Linked DNA regions of Sus scrofa: region 1 is linked to region 2. Evidence: chromatin contacts called from public Hi-C data. All regions are on one chromosome and are shown on one strand. Each heading gives the region's core, a stretch centred on a gene start, on an enhancer-like site or on the middle of the called end of the contact. The rest is flanking DNA. Distances are from core to core; before and after follow the strand shown.

Region 1 (6,061 bases), core at 463-2,962, 240 kb before region 2:
GGAATGCCAAGTACAGTAGGAGAACAGCCACAGAAGCCAAGAAAAGAGCATGTTTTAGGAAGGAAGCATCAGTAATTAGCAGTTCCTATTCTTAAGCTGGACCTTCAAGGAAAGCTGGGGCAGAATGGTGGTGGCAGAAACCAGGTTGCCCAAGACTGAGAGAAGTGTTAGAAAGAGTAAGAAAAAAAAAAGTATATATAACTCTTTCAAGAGTTCTAGCTGAGAAAAAGAGGTCATCAACTGAATCTTCTCATGTAATTAGCCAAAAAGCTAAAAGAAAGTAGCAAAACCATTGTGACATCTATAATACTGCCTAATTGTCCCTCTTTTACTGCAACCTCAGTGAGCACATTGTATTCTCTGCAAGCAGACTGTCTTGAGCTTTAGAAAGCCTGTAAAATTCAACTCAGCCCTGATGTACAGGTGCTTGCTCCTGGACTTGTCCCTCTCATGTTTACTCAAGTGAGGTTGCAATTCCTAAACCAGTTAAAGATTAGATCTTGAAGTTACTATGATGGGTAGTATGTAAAAGACATCACTCAGTTTGAGGACTTACATGACTTTCAAGTATTAGAATGAGGAAGCTTTCTAACTGCATGCCAAAGACAATAAAATGGGAAGTGTTGCAAGACGACTACAACTTAACTGCACCATATGCAAATAGTGGTAATTTCTGGTTGGAGTTGTAATTTTCCTTCTAATAACAATCATTCCCAAATGCTGAAAGTGTGATAAATACTGCTGTCATGTCTGTTATAAACTTATATTTATTATTACTAAGCAACTCCAACCTACAATTCAATTCTCGCTGTGACCTAACTGTCCTCTTCTTGTGTCTGTAATTGACTCAGCTTGGTTTCTCAGAGTCCCTGAGGTATGCTTTGGCTCTCTGCTCACACAGGGTCCCTCACACATAGCACACTATACATCTCATTTTCAGCCACTCCCACCTGGACCCTTTCTCCTCTTGATTCACCTATGATACTGCCAACCACTACATCATCTTCTTGAGTCACTATTCCCCAGTGGTCTTGCATCTGGCCCAGGGACTTGGAGAATCAGGAGTCAGGCCCAGAATTCCTGGATAGCTCTCACTGCCAATTGGGATTAACATTTGGTTTGGACTAACCATATTTTAAATTTCTATGAACTGAGGAGTGCAGTGAACTAAGCGTGTCCAGCATGACAGCTGACCAAAATCTTAAATCCCCAAGCAAAGGTTAAACCTCCCTCAGCCCACACCCAGGATTTAGATTTCCTCATTTTTATCCCCTATTCTATTTCACTAGGACACTTTCATTTTCCTCTAACCAATTGACAATGGGTTAAAAATACTTGGGATAACTTAGAGAATTTTATCTTGTCATAGAACTAAAAGCCAAGGTAAAATATTTTTAAAGCAATATAAAAGATTTTGAACTTGGCTAGTCCTATTTTACTTTGGGCATGACTCACTTTTAAATGGTCAAGAGCAGTGTTCTCCAAAACATGATCTTGGAATACTGTTCCCAAAGAATGTTGATGGTATTTACTCAGAGGGAAAAAAATAAAAAGAGGAATAGGCTGTGAGAATAACTCTGAGCAAAGCTGGATGGAATATACAAAATTAAACAGGTTGCTTTATTGCAAAATTCTTCAGCTGTTAGTATATATTGGTGCAGTAGGAATACTTAAGAAGACAGGAATGTGGTGTGCAGCATTTCTTGCTGTAGCTGCTTGCAGGGGGAGGGTTAGTGTTCCACAGAGCATGAATAAGAAAAGATGCTCCTGTAAGGCATCACTACTGACAGGTCATGCATATGCATGAGGTATCAATTCACTTACAATTTTTCATTTGCTTTAGCTCCAGGATTAGAGAGGACCATCACGTAAATTGCTCTCTGATGGTCTTGTGTAAAATAGAAAACAAAGCACAGTCGACCCTTGAACAACACAGACTTGAACTGTATGGGTCCATTTATACACAGACTTTTAAAAATAAATACACTCTGCAGTACTTCATCATCTGAGGTTGGTTGCTTGAATACAATGATGTGGAAATACAGATGTGGAAAGTTGACCGTAAAGATATACATATGCAGTTATGCAGATTTTTAACTGTTCAGGGTGGTCCAAACCGCCGTATTGTTCAAGGTTTAACTGTAGTTGACTGACTGCATATTAGATCATGGGTACCAAAGGCATCAATCAGCTAATCCTGCTAATATTGATTTCTACCTGCAGTTTCTAACCAGAATGAAAATAGAGCAAATTTAATTATCCCTGGCCTTAACTAACACTTTAGCAAGTTATTATTCCTCATTAGTCCATAGAAATAGGAAATTTGAAAAAGAAGTTATAGCCAAGCAAATAAAATATCTTTAAAAATAAAAAGCATGTATTTCTCACCTAGTGACCAGATTTTCTGTATGTATTTCCAGAATCAACTGATACATCAAGGAATGTTGAAAGCACAAAATGAAATCATGGTAAACTATCTCCTTTCAGTAACATAGCTAAGTATGATTCATCTTATGGAGCCACAAAATATGCAGAGATTCTATCGCCATTCTTGCAGTAAGGGGCTGAATGTTGAGGGTAGGAAAGGTGAGTGGATAATCTGCCCTTCCTATTTCTCAATGCTATAATATGTCCTGCAACAGAGTATCATTTTCTCTTATCTATATGTGAAAAGGTTTTGAATTCTTAGTAAAAAGGATATCACATTAGCCTAAGGTTTTAAAAGATAATTTTGAGAGTGTTCTGCTCATCTCCTGTGCTTGAGGAACACTGTTATCTTGGGACCTGTAGGTACCACTATTTCAGGAACTGGTGTCCTGATACTGAGTTTCCACACTCTGATCACCGGGGTTATTTAATAGTGTGCCTCAAAACAGCAACTATTGTTACAGATTGGCAAGGGCATCACCAGTCCAGCAAGCAAAGGGTCCAATTTTCTCCTTCCAAATTTAGAGGATATAATATTAAAAACATGATAAATGAAAGCTCTCAGACTCAGCAATCACTGAGGGTGGTTTTATTATCAAGAGAACTGATAGAAGCAAGACTGTACCACTAGCTACAGTAATATACTAAATATTAATCTATTTTGATAGAATCTTTATATAATTCATATAATATAAAAATATCTATATTATATATTTATTATATGGCATGTTATTAAAATTTTAATGTATTTACTACATATAATATTTATAAGAAAACATTAGACAAAAATATAAATTAGGAGGGTTCCCATCATGGCTTAGCAGTAACAAACCTGACTAGTATCCATGAGGATGTGGGTTTAATCCCTGGCCTTGATCAGTGAGTTAAGGATTCAGCATTGCCATAAGCTGTGGTGTAGGTCATAGGCATGGCTCGAATCTGGCGTTGCTGTGGCTGGAGCATAGGCTGGCAGCTACAGCTCCAATTCAACCTTTAGCCTGGGAACTTCCATATGCCATTAGTGTGGCCCTAAAAATACCAAAAAAAAATGTAAATTAGGAGTAATATTACTAAGATGATAAGTCCTTCCTGATTTTGTTTTCCTTCATAAAAAGGACAATTAACAACTATTCATGTATAAGACAACACTGAGAGAATCCTAAACACAAAGCTGAGGCTAAAGCACCATCCTGCACCACAGACATCAAACAGACCACATCAGAAGGTAAAAGGAATGGCGACACACTGACCACATTGCCCCACCCCCAGGACGGTACACTGCTGTGCCAAGAGATCTTCCCAAATCTACAGTACCTACAGTTGGAAAAGAGGGCCTAGGGTGGACATAAGCTCCGCTAGAATAGTGGGTTGCTTCTTGGAAGCTCCCACTCCAGATTTGTCCCATAGGGATTGTGGGAGAACATCCAGAACTTGATCTCTGGGAATCCATGATGGAGAATCCTGGAGGGGCTTGCAATAACTATCACTTGGATGATGGCAGACCAAGTTCCTACCTGCAAGGCCCATGGTGTGGTCCCCAACCAGTAGCTTTGCTCATTTGTGGAGCCAAGACAGTGGTACAGTCTGACCAGGGATCTCAACAGAGTGAAGGTCTGCATAATTCAGTTCCTCAAATAAAAAACTTTGCCAGTCCTGGAGCCTGATCTGCCACTGCCCAGGCAGGGGAGTTGAATCTTAGCCCAATACACTACTGCATATAGCTCCCAGCCCTTCCTGACCACAAAGCATGATTGGGAATACCTGGAAGGTATATAGCCCAATCATATACAGAGTCTGGCAGGCAGAGCTGATGGTTATCAGAGGAAAGCCAGTGAACCTTTCAGCCATGGGATATGAGAGTGAGTTGGCTTGAGATAAGACCACAAAAAGCCTTGCTGAACTTGAAGCTGGGTGGAGCCTGATCTGCCAATCCTGGAGCCTGATCTGCCCCTGCCCAGGCAGGGAAACTAATTCATAACCTATTGCTAAATACAGTGTTCAACCCCCCTGATTGGAGGCACATGGGGAACTGCACAACACATTCACAGCCCTATTCACAGAAGTACTTGAACACAGAGTACATCCCATGGCTTTCTCTATTCGCAGGACAAAATTGATGACCTGCCTAACCAGGGAAATCGGTGTACAATCTTGCTTGATTTGAACCCCCAAACAACAAGGCCCAGTCTGCTGAGTCCCCTACCACCACCACATCCAGGGCAGAACAGTTGGCTTATAGCCCACCTATGGCTGATTATCAAATCTGATTATCTAGTGTGCCTGACCAGAGAATCCAGGAATGAGAGACCCACAATACAGCCTACTAGCATGGGGAACCAAGTCAACAGGCCTATCCAACTGTTTTCAGCCAGCTTAAGTTCTGACCCCTACCAATGACCTTAGAGCTTGGACAATGGCCTTGCCAAAAAATAGGCCCTGATAGTAAGCCCCACTTGCCCAAGGACATTACCAGCAGAAAAGACCAGAAAACCAAACCAGAAAGTCTGGAAAAGAAGACAACTGACTCAAATGAACAGATACAGTCGTATAGAATCAAGAATTAAAACAAATTCGGTAAATATGACCCTACCAAAGGAAAGTAATAAAGCTCCAATAACTGACCCTAAAGAAATGAAGTGATATCAACTGTCAGATAAAGAATTCAGAATAATCCCCTTAAAGAATCTTAGTGAAACAAGCAAAAAACCACAGACAACTAAACAAAATTAGGAAAACAGTACATAACAAAGCAAGAATTTCAGCAAATAGAAATCATTAAAAAAAAACAGAAATCCATAAGGTGAAAAATACAGTGACTGAATGAAGAAATGATTAGTGAGCTTCAAAAGTAGACTCAAACATGTAGAAGGAAGAATCAGTGATCATAAACACAGGATATTTGATATTACCTAGTCAGAAAGGCAAAAGTCAATAAGAATGAAAAAGAATGAAGGCTATAGGTCTTGTGGGACACAGTCAAAGAAAAACTATCTATACCACAGTAACTCCAAAAGAGAAAGGGGGAAAAAAGTATTACTTAAAGCAATAATTACTGAAAATTTCCCAAACTTGGGAACAGAAATGGACATTCAGATCCACAAGGCCCAAAATAGGCTGAACCTTGATAGGGCTACACTGAGACACATTATAATTAAGTTATCAAAAGTACAAAGAAATAGGAGTTCCCTTGTGTTGTAGCAGGTTAAGAATCTAGTGTTGTCACTGCAGCAGCTTGGGTTGCTGCTATGGCATGAATTCTACCCCTGGCCTAGGATCTTTCACACATCATGGGCACAGCTCCCCACTCCCACAAAAAAAAAAAAAGTATAAAGAAATAATTTTGAAAGTAGTAAAGAAATTATATACAAGGGAATATCCAGCAAATTTCTCAACAGAAAATTTTTAAGACAGGAGAGAATGGGATGTCACACTCAAAATATTCAAAGGGGGGCAGAAAACTGTCAACCAAGAAGTCGATTCCAAGCAAAACTGTTCTTCAGAAAAGATGATACAGATTTTTCCCTAATGAACAAAAGCTGAGGGAGATCATCACCTCACAAGAAGTATTAAAAGTTCTCTGAGAAGATATAAAAGAAGGCTTATTAGCATCATGAAAATGTAAGAAGATAGAATA
Region 2 (5,342 bases), core at 487-2,986:
AAGGTAACTCGAGACAGATTCTGCAGAGAGCTTTGGAATATATGTTATGCCTTAGAGGCACCCCAACTGGAGATAAGAGAGCTGGTTTTCATAGCATCTGTCACTCTTCTGTCATTCTTAAGGAGTAGAAGATACATTGCTGAATACATACCAAACCATTAACACCCCACAACTTCCACAAAGAAAAACTAAAAAGGAACCAAATGGATCTGTTAAGAGCCCCCACAGTACCCATTACATACTCTCAGGTATTGAGTCTGGTTTATCATAAAATTTACCATTTGCTTACTGTATTCTGTTGTTGTGACCACTTTACTAATCCTAATTAATAAACCAGGAACATTCAAGCTAGCTATGAGCAGAATTCCAATTGTGGCTCAGCAGGTTAAGGACCCAAAGTTGTCTCTGTGAGGATGAGGTCTAGAACCCTGGCCTCACTCAGTGGGTGAATGATCTGGTGTTGCCTTGGATGTGGCATAGGCCACAGCTGCAGCAGTTATTTGACCCCTGGCTTGGGAACTTTCTTATGTTGAAGGTGTGGCTGTAAAAAAAGAAAAAAAGAAAAGTTAGCTGTGAGCAAAGGTTCTGGGATCAAGAGTTCTAGAATAAGCTACTCTGGGAATCTTATAGCTTTTATCACAAAAGAAAGAAAAATTGGGTTTGTTCACATGGATGGAAATTCACTGCAACTCTGGTAAGAGACTCCTGAATCAAAAGTGGCCTCTTGGGAATTCCCATTTCAAGGCTTTGTCTTAGGTAGAACTGGAAATTTTGGCATGAGTAAAATGGCAATTACCTCACTTAGGGGCAGCTGGTTCCTTCATGGGGAGCTAAATTTAACTTAACTAGAAAGTAGTCATCTTTTAATTCGTAAATATGAAATCACTGTTATAAGAAATACTCCAGGAGACAACAGGAAGGACATAGCAAAGACAATTATAGTCTTAGTTCAGAAAGAACTAGAAATTGTCACATAAGCCCTGACACACAAATTCCTACAAACTGAGGATCATGAAACTATTGCACAATAAAGTTAAACAGAATGATGGCCCTTGGCCATAATTGCCAAATTTTTATCATAAAAATCAGGTACCAAATAACACAATGATACATAATAGAGAAATATTTGAATTTTTTCTTATTAGAAATTGTTAGCACAATCCTACAATAAATATCAAATTATCAAAACCCCAATGCAAAATACATATCTATTTGAAGTCATATTACTTGCAAGAAAAATTTATACAACTGAAATTCTGTAAGTGTCATTTATGAGATACTTCTTTCATTCTCTCTGCTTTGTAGTCTGGTCAACTTCCTTGCATCTCTTCTCTAATTTAGTGTTTCTGCCTTATGAAACAAGTCTGACCACAGAGTCTTTTTCACTTTTCAACTACCAAAAATCAAGGTATTTTTCTAATGAATTCAATCCAAAGAGGAATTCTACTGTCCACTGATTAAACAAGAATTGATTTCCATATGTTTCAAATAAATTGATTATATTTGAGAAAGTTATTATCAGCAGAAGATTTCTTAATATTGCAGTGCTGAGCAAAAAAATAATGTTGTATAGCTGGATTGTTATTTAAGAGACCTGATTCTGAATAAAAGGCTCAATTTTCTCTTCTACATCCAGGAACCATTGGGTGATCCATTGCTCTTTCCAGCACTCTCATAGTTGCTTCAGACAGCCAGTTGCAGAAACTCTGGCTGAGTCACATCTTTGCTCAGCTACTCAGTAATGAGCCATCTCTAGGGACATTCTTGAGACGTGTCAGAGATGTATTTCTAGTCTCTACCTATTTCTCTGTCGTGTCGCAGGCCATATCCACATTGGCATTTCCAGTGCAAAGCCCACGCAGGAGGATAAAGGGAAAGTTTGCAGAATTGCTACTGAAATATTGCTCAATAAATCAGTTACAAAAGCAATGAATGGAATGGAATGCAAAATTCTTGGCTCTCAGCACTAGATGGAACCACTTCCTTCCTATGAGGAAATAGTGGCTTGGAGGGCAGTAGGAAAACACCCTTTTGAAGGGTAGGGACTATATTATTTTCTTTTTTTTCCCCTTGGAGTAATGAGTATTTACCTAGGTAATATTTTAGTGAACAAATGTTTCCTAATTTTAATTATTAAACAAAATGATTCAAAAGAGTTACAGAATAAACATTGTCTGATTTAATAAAAAAATTATGATCATATATGAAATGTATTAGTTAGGTTCTGAAAATTCTGTATTTCTCCTTTCAACCAATATTCTACTTTTGTCCCAGGAAAGCCTCTAAAAGAAAATTGCTGCTACTAATCTAGAAAGACAGATATCTGAAAATGAAAAGTAACAAGTTAATAAAACACCATAAAAAAGTTGTTGGAGACAGTGAATTACAGAGTGAATGCAGAAAACTCTTCTTTTCATTCCTATTTTGTTAACAGTCATATCTGCTTCTAGACTGAAGTATAGGAATGGACAAATATTCTTTCAGACTCAAGAAAACTGCTTCATATCACTCTTTTCTAATTATCTTTTTCAAGGTGCCCTACTGCTGTTAACTTCTAAAGTATCATGGGATTAGTAGATACAAACTATTACATTTAGAATGGATAAGCAATGAGGCCCTGCTGTATAACATAGGGTACTATATCCAGTCTCTTGTGATGGTACATGATGGATGATAATATGAGAAAAAGAATATATACACACATCTGGGTGACTTTGCTGTACAGCAGAAATTGAACATTGTAAATTAACTACTACATTTTAATTTTTTAAAAAAGCATCTTTTTAGTTTAAGCACTTCATTTGGTGCCTCCCACCTTCCTCTCCTGTAAATGTTTCAGTGCTATTAAAACTTCTTCCTGAACTTCATCTATCCAGTATGTTCATGTTCCTGTACTCATGCATCACACCCATTCCCACATGTGGCAGATATCACTGTTAGGTCAACAACATTTGCTTCAGAGATTTCATTTTGAGATTTCTATCTGGGAAACCATAATTTACAGATAAAATCTATTTGTTCCAGTAAATGTGAAGTATTTGTCTACACTTCAAAATATCAAGTTTTTTTAAAAAAATAAATGTGAGTATTCCATTTTCCTGTTTATGTCCTGCATGGCACACAATTACCCTGAAGATAAAATATAAACTCTTTGGCATAGTAAAATGTCTTTCCAAAAAGTCATATGGGTTCCAAGATCAGAGTGCTCGAAATTGCTCACTGTTAATCAACACATGGTTCCTTTGGAGTCTCTATGCCTTTGCATTTGTTTTCTCTTTAGCTGGAATAACTTTTTCTCTCACACTACCACTTCTCAGTTTTAGGATTTGGTTTAAATCCTTCCACACCTGAAAATTCTTTCCTGCTCTCCCAGGCAGAGATAATTATTTACTCACTCTGCTCCTCGGAAGCCAACAAAACCACTGAGTGTCTCAACTGTGTTAAGTTGCTGTATGAAGTAGAAGCATGGTTCCTGTCCTTTGAAAAATCATGGACTACTGGAGCTATGAAGGTATTTCAATTATAACTTTGTTTTTTTCTCTCTTTTTTAAAAAAATTTTTGGATAGTCCTCCCTAAATTCTGAGCTCTTTGAAGAGCTGTTTATCAACAGCGATTGTGACGTTTGGGCAGAAGTCACTGGAAGCCATAATACAATACTGTCAAGAGGCAGGAAGAATGGATGTTTAAGAAAAAGCATTACAAGACCTTTCCATTACTAGTTGAGTATTTGTCGGTGCATTAATTAAAAATAAACATTTCCTATTACACCAGCTTTTCAAATAGGTATCAATTTTTAAATTTTTTGAGATGTAGTGATAGTTGCAGATCTTCCTGGCGGTGAACTGGCTATGAATTATCTTTAGAATAGAGTTAGGATAGGACTGAGAAACATTGGGTGATTAAGGAAGGTAGATTATGGATATAAGTTTAGAAGAAAAGTCGGGCCACAGAGTTATTCTCTTAATAAAATAAATTCTCTTAGAAAGAGTAATACATTAAACAGCATTTTAGCATGCATTTATTATCTTTTCAAAAATGTTTATTGATGATCTTCTTTTGTGTAAAAGATTGTGCTAAATAGAGTTGACAAAACAGATAGATACAATCTCATAGAGTTTATATTCTGAGGACAAAGACAATAAAGAACTAACGTGCAATAACAGGTCAAGCAACTTCTCTATGAGGATCTGATATCCAAGCCATGATATGAGGAATGGCAGGATTTAGGTGAAGCGAGGATGAGATAGCATTCCAGGCTTAGGGAACAGCCTGTGCAGATTCCCCATGGTTTAACGGTATAGCATGAATTCAATGATATGAACAAGGCAGATATGATTGGAAAGCTGAAACCCAGGAACAGCATGTATTAAGCTGAGTGTATAGATGTAGAAAATAATCCAATTTTGGTATTTCATATTCAGAATTTTAAAATCAATTGTAAAAGCAACTGGTAGGCATTTTTTTATCTTTAAGAGGAAGGAATTTGAATAGAATGTTGATCTTAGATTTTTTTGATTAAAGAATCATAGCTTGGGGATGGACAGTGTTGATGTGAGGAGTCTAGTTAGCATGTAAGAAGTGAAAATGCTTGAAATATATTGGATGTAGAACTGACAGGACAGGATACTAGCCTGGAAGTATCAAAGGTGATTATCTGCTTAATCAATTAGGTGGAAGTCCAAGTTACTTTTTTGACAATGGAGTATAGAATGGGGTCTGCTGGCTATGAGGAGATCATGTGTTTACTTATGGATACATTCGATATATGGTAGCAATAGTATATCTTCGTGAAGCTGCCAATAGTAGTTATGTTAGTGTGGAGTTCACATGACAGCTATCAGATTCAGATTTCTCTTTTAGACTCTTCTACATATAAAGTATAAATGAAGCCATTGGAGAGGATAACAAAGCCCAGGTAAACAGCATGGGGTGGCAAAAGAAGAAAGTCTAAGAAAGAACTCAGAGGAACTTCAGCTTTTAAAAGTTTAATAAAGAAGGTGTCAACTATCAAACTGGAAGTGTATGTGAAGTACTTTATCACCTATTAGCAAGCTAGTAATTTAAGAGGACAGAGCCCTTTTACAAAGAGAATACAAAAGACTTTATGGTATTTTATTATGATTTTTTTTCTGAAGAAAAGAGAACCTATCTTCCTAGCTAATTAGTCATGCGACTATTAGTACTGTGTTGTTAGAAAACTGTCATAATTATAAGCACTTATGACTATTAAAATTTAAAAGTTTAAAAAGTTAGCATTGGAAAGAAAAGTATTTTTTTCCACAAATATAATCTGTAGGCTAAAAATCAAGTTTTTATGCTAAATTTCACCATTTTGACATTC

Evidence for each region. A called contact is a pair of places that touch in the nucleus more often than the background predicts.
Region 1: a contact with region 2 is called in a Hi-C map of embryonic fibroblasts, with 3 times the contacts expected there. The contact joins two enhancer-like sites. A contact is called at or near these places in 4 of 47 Hi-C or Micro-C datasets (embryonic fibroblasts, fetal skeletal muscle and heart right ventricle).

What each region holds. Positions count from the first base shown.
Region 1 is chr9:99,472,437-99,478,497 of Sscrofa11.1, reverse strand. No RefSeq gene overlaps it. Among named protein-coding and RNA genes, the nearest start is that of CD36, 270 kb to the left of the region's middle. Within about 2 kb of position 1,712, at least 6 of the 83 cell types and tissues checked have an H3K27ac peak or open chromatin away from gene starts, as enhancers often do. A contact at or near this core is called in embryonic fibroblasts, where this site is marked.
Region 2 is chr9:99,232,530-99,237,871 of Sscrofa11.1, reverse strand. The region is part of intron 1 of SEMA3C (semaphorin-3C); the gene reads right to left. Among named protein-coding and RNA genes, the nearest start is that of SEMA3C, 120 kb to the right of the region's middle. Within about 2 kb of position 1,736, at least 11 of the 83 cell types and tissues checked have an H3K27ac peak or open chromatin away from gene starts, as enhancers often do. A contact at or near this core is called in embryonic fibroblasts, where this site is marked.